Linked DNA regions of Gossypium hirsutum: all the other regions are linked to region 2. Evidence: chromatin contacts called from public Hi-C data. All regions are on one chromosome and are shown on one strand. The core of a region is the stretch at or near the end of the contact, and the rest is flanking DNA. Distances in the headings are between cores, read along the strand shown.

Region 1 (3,514 bases), core at 1-2,500, 250 kb after region 2:
TCAATCATGAAAGTGACGATGGTGACGAAGACTTTGATAAGTACCTCGAGGGCATGTTTCCATGATTGTAGGTGAGACTCAGGTGAATTAAGTAAAAGTCTTGTAGAGTAACCCTTTTCTGTGCTGACACCGTAGTGGCCTTGGGAGAGTTGGTAGCGACATGCTGAGATACCAATTTCAGTTGAAACTTGTAAATTTGTTTTTGTTCATTCTGCTGCTCAGCCTGTAAATCGTAGTAAAAGCTTTGCCTATCAACTCACCAAATAGAGGAAGAGTGGTTATCTTACAAAGGCTGCTAAAAGAATGTGAAAGTTTTTTAGGTGGTGTGCGATGTTTTCTTATGGAGAATGGAGTTTTATTTATTAATACAAATGAGGTGGGTGGTTTAATTTTGTTTCCTTTATTAGTAAAACAAAAAGGGAAAAGCAAGGCTTTCTTTTCATTTGCATAGCGTAAGAAGTGAGAAAAAGTAAAATCTACATCTACATTACATATGTGTCGATGATGATGAGAGGGCCTCTAGTCTGGTGATGTTGACTAAAGCGCAGCAATCTTTTTAATACAATATCAATTCCTCCATCCATAACTGATGCTAGTAGTGTACTTAGTTTGGTAGTTGCTACTGCGTAGCCTCTTACCCTGTCTCAACTGTATAAGACATACCTACGCTTTCGTCTGCGACTGCCTCGACGTTTACACTCTCTTATTATTTTCTACTATTTTTGAAAGGGAATAAGTTCTTTGGTTTAGTTGATAATGTACAGATTTGGATCAAGAAAATTATTCCACCTACAGTTAATTGTTTTGGGGGGTGTCTTGTTACCTAGGATGAAAACAATAATGGCGTGGTTAAAGGGGGACATAAAACGCCGTTAAGCAAGCGACGATGGTTGGCAAGTGAAAAAGACAGAATGATAAAAAATAGTAAGAACGTGGCAAGATCTAAATAACATGGACCTCAACGATGTCATCCTGATCACACGACACGTGGTGTGTGCATAACATGTGTCACCGCTGTCAACCATGTCTCTCTGTCCGGTGTCCACGCCACTCTTTTTTGTCATGTAATAAAACTGGAATTTAATAATAATAATAATAAAAGAAGAAGAAGAAAGAGCGCCTCTTGGAATCTGTCTCGGATCCAAACCCAACCCTAGTTCTAATTTTGCCATTTTCAACAGTTCCTTGGATCTGTATAATCGGGTAATGAGTATTAATTATGAAAAAAGGGAAGAAAAAGAATTGAATAACACTTGACAAAAGCTCCTCAACCAGAGTTGTATGATTAGAAAAAGAAGGAATTGTAGCTGAAGCTTTGCTGAAAATAGTATGATCTTAAAAAGAAGCAAAAGAAAGGAGTCCACTCCACAGCCGTTGGAAAAAAGAGATGATGACAAGTTGAAATTCCCACTGCCTACTTATTTGCTTGACCCACTACCATAAAATCATCTCCACCCACTACTTTATTTTTATTATTTTATCTTATATGTACCCGATAACATTGTTTGATTTAAGTATTTCCCACTATTTAACCATTTTTTCTTTTTTAGGAATATTTAATTACAACGAGGTCTTTTTTACATTTATATACTAATAATTAATTTTTAGGATTTTATTTTTATATTTTATAGAAATTTAAAAGTTAGTTTAATTGTTGATAAAAACATGAATTTCAATTATTAGTTTTTATTAATTTGTTACATCTAAAATTCTAAATTATTGATTTTTGTTAATTCCTTATAAATTAATTTTTAAATCAGGTTTAACAATGCTAATTAATTGGATTAAATTTTTAATTTTCATAAAATATATGTAAAAAAACGTTGCAATTCATAATTATATTATAAATATAAATATTCGAAAAAGTATAAAATAAAGTAATTTGTGTGATAAATTAATCTATTTGGAGAAATTTGGAAAGGTTCGTAGTTACAGCTTCAGTTTCTACCTTATAAAAGACAAAAAGTTCGACATTTGTGTCAATGAAACAAATAAAAACCTCTTATTAAAATTTTAAACATATAAATAAAGATAATTTATTAAGCTTGATAGATTTGTCTTTCTCTATGTCTCTGTTATGGTTGCAGAGAGAGAGCCAAACTGAATCAATCTCTAGGCATTTGCTTCTCCAATTCCAATCTTCTTTTTCTTTTTCTTCTTTTACTGTAAGTTCTCTGTTTTTATCCTTTTTTAAATTTATTCTCTTAAAAGATCTTTCTTTTTCCTGTTTTTGATTCAAAATTTTCGAGTCATCTTAGGGTTTTAATTTAGCATCTTGTAAAAAACTTCCCTTTTTGGTTTGATGTTATGGGAATTTGCTCTTTTGATGAGAAATTTGGAGGAGATAAGAAGATTAGCATGAATTGTGGGGGGTGGAATTAGAGATAACCAGATGCAAAATTAGAAATTGAATTACCCTGTTGTATTAAGTTCGGCTTGATTTTGAATAAGATTTCGAGGATCAGTTTCTTTTTTAGGTGCTAGTTTTGATTGTCGAAGTTCTAAATTTTTATATCAGTTGAACTTTGAATTAATGGAATGATCCACCCGCCTTCATTTTAACATAAATTTTAAAATTTTCCTGTGAGAATTTTCTGATGTTTTTGTGTTATGCATATGATTCATGTTTAATCAATTAATCTTTTTTTTTATTTATGAATTTTGATGGAAGTCAACATCAGATTTGCACATAAGTTATGTTATATTAGATGATAGTGAGTGGGAAGTTAGTTGAGATCATTGTTGATTTTGGTTCTTCTTCTTTTTTCTTCCCTCTATTTATATCTCATAAGTAAAATTCTATGTTTGGGCTATTTAGCTCTCTAATTGTAATTTCTGAATTTCAGAATAAGTCGTGAGAAATGCCAGCAAAACCAGGGAATGATGATCAGCAGATAGACCATGGGGCTCAAAGTGTGTTGCAGTCAACTGCCTACTCTGAACCCTGGTGGAAAGGAGTTGGGACTAACCCCTTTGTTGAAGCTGCCTCGAAGTCGCCTTCTGTAGAACAACTAAATGGTTCAGTGGCAAATGGAGCTGTGCATTCACAGGCTCATGGGGACTTGGGCAATGAAGGTAATTTCAAGAAAGAGAATCTGATCAATGTAGGATCACAAGCTCTGATTTCTCATAATAGTTAAAGATGGAATGCTTCTTTTTATGCTAAAAGACCGCAAGGCATCAGTTTTTGGACCAAACAAACTCTGTAATTTGGTATTGGACTGATTTTTTTATTTATATTATTACTTTATAGGATCGGTGAAGCTGTTTTAGTTCCTCATGCGCTGATAATATATTATGATTCTAAAAATGGAAGAAAATATATTGTTTTCTTTTAGCTAATGTCTCCTTTGCTTTTTGGTTCTGTCATTCATTTACCTACTATTTAGTGTATTGCAAGAGCTGGGAATTTGTTTTAGAAATCAATTAAGAGGATGTGATCGTGTCTCATGAAACGAAAAAGGGAGAAAAAGAAGAAACATGTCATATGACAGAAAACTAAGGGGCAGAATAT
Region 2 (3,492 bases), core at 264-2,763:
GCGTACATAGTCTCAACTGAAGTAATAATTAATATTAACTGCTGGTTTGATGATAATCATATCATTTGGATCAGTTGCTTAATTTAGATATGCTATTAGGTATTGTACTTGCACATATATATTTTTTAGTAATGGTAATGGGACTACTTTACTATTAACAGAAAGATCCCTTGAAGGAAAAGAATGCTTTTTAGACCAAAAGAATGAAAGAAGAAAGGGGGTAGTACTGCTAGGAGGGACCGGGGTGGCGTAGATATGGGCATATTTGAGTTAATTATTTGGTTCATGTTCCAAATACGATGAACCATGCATCCAGATTATGTTATTCACGTTTCTCATCTGGAAAACCAACAGAGATGTATAACATTTATGTGGAGGGAGACTAAGGATCCTAAAAGCTAAAAGGTATTACATTATTATTGTATAGGGGGAGGTTAGAGGAGGGTCAAAGTAGTTTCTGTTTTGGTCAAATTCCTCTATTAGTCCTTAAAATTATAGTATGTTACAGATTTAGTCTTGATATTTTTAGTCCTTATATTTTTTGAAAATTTTGATATGGACTAATGATAGTTGTTAAGTTCATTATGTTAAAAATTTTCATTTCTAAAATCTTATGACGCAAATATATTGTACATGCGTAATGGTATGCCACATTACTATTTTTATATAATACCCACAAAAAAGCAAAATTTTTAGAATCAGACTGTAGTCGAATTGGTCTAACTGGCTTGTTAGTTCAATTAAATAAATTATTTTAAAAATTAAAAAATGAGAAAATTCGATTCAACCAATTCGAACGATTTGTGAGTCAACCGATCCAACACTTTGTTCAAAATCGATACCCTAACTGATTTTCAGTCCAATCTAGTTCAGAAAACAGTGCAAAGAAGGTCATACTATTTTAGTTAATGAATACCGACTAAAAATGATCAAATTAGAAAACATGTACTAAATCCACAACTTAATCATAATGATTTTGGCTGTTACCATTTGGCCCAAGATTGAAATTTTGAAAATAGAAAAAAATAGATCAAATTAGAGTATATGAATTAAATTTGTAACTTATGCATAATATAAGGACTAAAAACAGTATTTGACCATTTGTTTTGGATTGCTGTTCTTCTATGTGTCTGTCTGTAAGTCTCATCTGGTCTGTGTTGCAGGCAGTCTCTCTCTCTCTTTCCATGTGTACAATTAATGGGGCATAGGCTTATCCTTCAAAAACACGTGTGGTTTGTGAGAGAGAGAGAGAGAGCATTACGTGAAGTGGAAGCAAAACTGGTGGTGTCTCGTATGCATATGATGATTACCTTGTGAGTGAAGAAAAATGCATCGAAAAAGACAAGATAGAGTCAAAGACAAGACGACCAACCATACCATCCCTCAATCCTATGTGTGAGGGTAAGGGAGGTCCCCCTCCAATCCGTTTTCCACTCTACCCATCAACCAACAAACACTCCCTTTTTCCATTTCCCTCAACACATATATAAATATATTCATATTCCAAAGCAAACGAACCCCACAATCCCATCACTATCATCATCACCATTACCACCCCATCAAGCCTTCTTTCCCCCTTCTCTCTCCGCTGCAAACATCATTCACCTATATTATACCTCTCTCTTATCTCCATCCAACCAGTTAAAAAGATTGGAAAAGGCTCCACTACATCAGATCGACACCCAACTGTGCAATGAGGAAGCCTGATCCTAATATGCCAAAAAACAACACCAGCACCACCAACAAGATGAAGCTGAGGAAGGGGTTGTGGTCACCAGAAGAGGACGAGAAACTCATGAAGTACATGTTAACCAATGGACAAGGCTGCTGGAGTGACATTGCTAAGAATGCTGGTCTGCAAAGGTGTGGCAAAAGTTGTCGCCTTCGTTGGATTAATTACTTGAGACCTGATCTCAAACGTGGCGCCTTCTCTCCTCAAGAAGAAGAGCTTATCATACATTTGCATTCCATTCTTGGAAACAGGTTCTATTTCTATTCAATTTCTCTTCCAAAAGGCCAATGACATACGCATATTTATGTATCTTGGTGTAGTTCATTATTTAGAATCGCTTATGAATATTATATTCGAAATTTATATAGCCTTTGTTTAAGCTAAGATAGTTAAGGGTAGTTAAGGGCTATTCAATCCCATGGAATATGGCACTTCTGATCTATAATCTTCCCCTCCAGAAAACTTCATGCATTTGCAAAAAATGATCACCAGTGACCGGCCACACACCGGCACCAGCCATCATGTGCACCACTCATTTTTTCTGGGGTTTCATTTTCATTTTCACTTTGAGATATGTGTCAAATCATGTTTAATGCAACAATGTTAACATCTCTGTTGAAAACTTTATATTGTATACTGGTTATAGATAGATACATGTGATGTCTTATTATGTTTAATTTGGTTCCAAAATTTGCAGGTGGTCTCAAATCGCGGCTCGTCTTCCAGGAAGGACTGATAATGAAATAAAGAATTTCTGGAACTCAACACTAAAGAAAAGATTGAAAAACAACACATCCACATCCTCATCACCCAACAACAGTGATTCATCGGAGCCCAGGGATGTCGTAGGAGGGATTTTCCCTCTGCACGAACATCACGCGATGACCTTTTGCGTGGACTCAATATCCTCATCATCAACAATATCCATGCCACCGATGGTTACAGGCAACCAATTCGATCCGTTCCCCTTGCTCAACATCAACCGTTACGATATAACGGGCGGTGCAGCAGGTTTATTGGATGTGCCTACATGCTTGGCACAAGGTGGTTTGGGAGAGGCATTATATGGGGATTATGGGGTTTTAGAGCCAGGAAAAATAGCGTTGGAAGGGGACTTTTCACTTCCTCCACTTGAGAGTAGAAGCATTGAAGAGAGCAATACTGCCATTAACAGCATTGATAGGAAAAGCAATAACAACAACCACCACCACCACCATAATAATAATACTTGCTTCAACAACACTGATCAAAGCTTTAAAGTAGGGGAGGCGTTTGGGTTAGAAAATCATCATTGGGAAGGGGAAAACTTGAGAATGGGAGAATGGGACTTAGAGGGTTTGATGGATAACATATCTTCTTTTCCTAATTTCCTTGATTTCCAAGTTGAATAACTATATCTTCCATTTTCAATTCTACCCAAAGCCACATATAGAAAATTTTGGGCAGATATTTTCATACTTGAAGTCCTTGCCATCTCAGAACCTCCATTTTTTACCCCATTTAATCCTTGTTATTGGTTCATTATACTCTCTTTTGTTTTTTGGGTTTTATTTTCAATTTGTTTTAGTTTTATATCCGGCAGCTTGCATAAATTGGGACGTCGTCGAATAAGCATAAAATAGGTGGGAGATTAGCAGAGGTGAAGCTTGTTGTACGTAAATGTAAGAGCATGAGGCATGCAAGGGGGATCGTGCAAGAACCGTCGTCCCTTTCTTAAGAGAAAATGTGAATAGTGATATACAGAAATAGAGAAAGCCAAA
Region 3 (3,640 bases), core at 929-3,428, 160 kb after region 2:
ACTCATGAAACAATTGCAAACAATAGCTTCAAGAAATCTTATAGACTTACCTCCTGCCCATTGGTGAGCAGAGGAATATGGTTATGAGAAACCTCTTTATCATAATTTGGAGCACCAACGTCCTCCCCTCTACCATATGTTGCATGCCAGCTCAACATTCTTTCTGAAATTTTCTGCTTCTGATTTTGGTTTTTGTTTTCTGAAGAGTAATTGAAATCACTAGCACCATCATCAGCATCACCATCCTCTTCTCTATCTCCAAGGATAGCAGGACTACCTGGAATCATAGAGACAATGAAAAAAATTAGTGATTAATATAATTGAAATTTTATATTGAAAGGTAAGAGAATAACGTAATGAGAAAATCTGTTTAATACTTGGTGTTATATGCAACTCGTGCAAACAACAAAGAATCACACAAATGTAATATTGAGTGTGTATGTGCGGAAGTTAAGAAAACCAAGTCAATATCTAGTGAAAAAGAAATTCTCAAAACTACCTTTGTGTCTCTTGTATCTGGTTTTACATTGAGGGCATGACTGATTCCCATCCTTCCTTTCATATTCATAGCAAGGGCGGCAGACAGGAAATGCACATACATCGCAAGCAATGAATGGATCACCATCCGCATTTTTTCCAACATTATCACCACAGATTTGGCACACCTGGCCACCAAGATTCTTCATGGGCTTGCCCTGATCAATCAAAGAGTAACAAATCAAATATTCGGCAAAAAAATGAAACCTCCAGTAATCAAAGTATAAACATCTAGCAGATATGGCCAACTATAAGTAAGAACACATATCCAAGTGTAGAGAAATCATTGCGAGCAGTGATAACTAGGTTGTAATTTCATAAGAAAGTGAGTATATCATTTGCAAACAAAGTACACTCGAACTCCTCTTCTACTATGTGGCTTAATTTTCTGTTATCATCAATATGTGGCTTAATTTTCTGTTATCATCAATTTTCTAATCAATAAAGCAAACTGAAGATCAGAGAGAGCTGTGAAAATTTCTTCCAATACATACCCCAATATCTCCTGATTCCATTGTCACCTGCACCTTTGGTCAGTTGGGAACAATGGATACAAATAGCTGTCCAAATTCAACAAGATGTGTGCATGCCTTTATTTCACAACAGAAAATCACAATGAATCCTCCACTTCAAGAGTACGTTTTTTGCTCAAATCTGAAAAAACAAATAACGGGAAACAGTTTATCATTCTCTAGCTAGGACTGTAAATGACTCAAAGCACTTCCCTACAAAAGAAATTTTTAAAAAAAAACAGTAAAAAAATCTTTTTGTTAGATATTCGACTATATAATCATTCTTCTAATGCACTCAAAACTGCCACTTGATTGAGTCAATAAAGTAGATTCCTTAATAATTCTAACTGAACCGACAAATAGCAAAGCACCGACAAAGCAATTTACAGGTCCAAATCCAAACATCTTAAACGAACAGAAAACTACGAGCTTTAAGTCAACGCATTCGTCAAAGAAAACACAATCAGAAATTTCGATGCAAAATAAGACGGACAAAATAGGAAGAACTAAACACTCCAGTTCTAAATTTTAGAACAAAAGATCTGATGAATAATATTTCAAAAAGTTTAAACAAATCCGTGAATAAGCCACGAAAATATCGTCGATCAAAACAAAATGACCTTTTAAAAAAATGGACTGAAGGAGTTTAATGGTCAAACGCCAAATCGAACTCGAAAACGAAAACGAAAACAATGGATTCGATCTCTTTGCAAAAATGAGAGCAAATCAACATCAGATCTAGCCGGAAAGCAACGAGAGAAAGGGAAATCTGATCTACAATACAAACCTTGGAAATGAAGAATCAATGTAGGAGGAAAGAGAGCAGGAATTCAAAGCAGCAGTTAACACCCTTTTATCACTCTGCCTCCAAATAATATAATAGAAATCAAAATAATTAAAGATTTGTTTTATTATTCCCTAACTAAATGATAGCTGTAAGCAAAGAGAAAATTTTATGTGACGAAAGCGACAGAGAAACTACGATACCAGCTCTTTCAACACCCCACCGACAGTCGTTTAAAGGTTAGGCATATTAGAAAGAGAAGATGAAATGAGGAAGAAGCCTTAACTGACAGATCATTTACACCCAATCATTTCTTTCCTTAATTTTATTTTGAAAAATAGTAATACTACTTGCTTTAAAATTAAATTTAGGGATAATATAACTTTTGTTTGGTAAGTAAGTTCATATTGCCTCTTGAACTTGTTTTACTTTGATTTCTAAACTTGAAAATATGTGAAAAAAAAAGAGATAATGTAATTTTAGCTCTTGAACTTGACAATTAAGTTTATTATGATCCATGAACTTGAAAATTCTAAAAGTTTGATGATGTGGTACTTTGAGACTGTGTCATATTATTACTTGAGAAATAAAAATTTTAGATAATAGTGTGGTACAACCTTAGAGTGTCATATATTCAGTGTTTTAATAACCGAACCGATAGTTGAACATGTTAGACCACTAGTTCTCGATTCAACCAATTCGATCGATTCAATCGTTGGACCAAGTAAAATTGGTTTTTTATTTTTCTTTTTAGATTTTTGTCAACTTTTAATTATTTATTTAATTATTGTTGGTTTGACAATCAAACCGATCGAACTAGTTGAATTGAAAACTGGTGGTCTGACCTGTTCAACCATAGGTTCGATTATTAAAACACTGAATATGACACTCTGATATTGTACCACATTATTGTCTAAAACTTTTTTATTTTTCAAACTCATAGTGCCATATCATCAAACTTTTAAAATTTTCAAGTTCAAGAATCAAAATGGACATAGTTGTCAAGTTCAAGTACCAAAGTGAACAAAAGAAAAAGGTATCAATTCCAAAATGAACCTAGTTATCAAGTTCAAGGGCCAATGTAAACCTACTTACTAAGTTTAAGGGTCAAAAGTTACATTATCTCTTTCTTTTTGTCATGATCATTATCAAAATAGTCTTAAATGAATAATAAATTTTAAGTTTAAGGGTTAAAATAGTTAAAAAAAAAATCAGAAACCAATATAAACCTTTAAGTTGAAGGTCAAAAGTTACATTACCCCTTAAATTTATTTAAAAATAGTAGTGTCTTTTTTTTGCACTTTGTTTCGGTTCGGAGGGTCGGACCGTTCAAATTAAACAGCTGGAACGCATTGGCATTACGGTTCAAAGGACCGGAGGAAGAAAAATTAACGGAGGGGGACTTTTTCTTAATACTAGCAGTTTAATTTATGTGTGGAATGGTCAGTGTAGACTCTGTTTGCCCTTTTGTTCAAGCGGACCAACCCCCCTTTTTCTCATTTTCTACAACTGCGTCTTCGCCTAGAAAAGTTAATAGGGTTTATATAATATTTCCCCCCCGAAGTTGCCCACTAGATCTACTTTGGTCTATTTTTTTTCACTTTGATAACTAATTACATCTTTATCTATAAATTTGAATTTTGTTAAAATTTAAAAACATAACACATTCTAAAAAAATTACATTATTAAACTTTTACATTTTCTATAATTATTAAATTCAAATACCAAACCCATAAAAAATAAACAAGCCAAAAAGTTACATTAACCCATACCTTGTAGATACTCGTAAATTATTAAATTTTGACTA

The links. A called contact is a pair of places that touch in the nucleus more often than the background predicts.
Region 1: a Hi-C map of leaf shows a contact between it and region 2, with 2.9 times the contacts expected there. The contact joins the promoter of LOC107938342 here to the promoter of LOC107930087 in region 2. A contact is called at or near these places in 10 of 34 Hi-C or Micro-C datasets (callus, hypocotyl and leaf).
Region 3: a contact with region 2 is called in a Hi-C map of leaf, with 1.6 times the contacts expected there. The contact joins the promoter of LOC107938343 here to the promoter of LOC107930087 in region 2. A contact is called at or near these places in 3 of 34 Hi-C or Micro-C datasets (callus and leaf).

The regions. Positions count from the first base shown.
Region 1 is chrA08:108,018,931-108,022,444 of Gossypium_hirsutum_v2.1, reverse strand. LOC107938342 (nuclear transcription factor Y subunit A-4) reads left to right here and starts at 1,250. Exons shown (of 7, transcript XM_016871460.2): 1 at 1,250-2,165; 2 at 2,847-3,075. The coding sequence starts at 2,862. LOC107938335 (protein FRA10AC1) reads left to right here. Exons shown (of 11, transcript XM_016871448.2): 11 at 1-389. The coding sequence ends at 65.
Region 2 is chrA08:108,267,036-108,270,527 of Gossypium_hirsutum_v2.1, reverse strand. It overlaps LOC107930087 (transcription factor MYB83), which reads left to right and starts at 1,513. Exons shown (of 2, transcript XM_016861651.2): 1 at 1,513-1,983; 2 at 2,430-3,492. The coding sequence starts at 1,694. The coding sequence ends at 3,123.
Region 3 is chrA08:108,111,904-108,115,543 of Gossypium_hirsutum_v2.1, reverse strand. It overlaps LOC107938343 (cellulose synthase A catalytic subunit 3 [UDP-forming]), which reads right to left and starts at 2,178. Exons shown (of 15, transcript XM_016871462.2): 1 at 1,837-2,178; 2 at 1,032-1,191; 3 at 500-695; 4 at 51-277. The coding sequence starts at 1,052.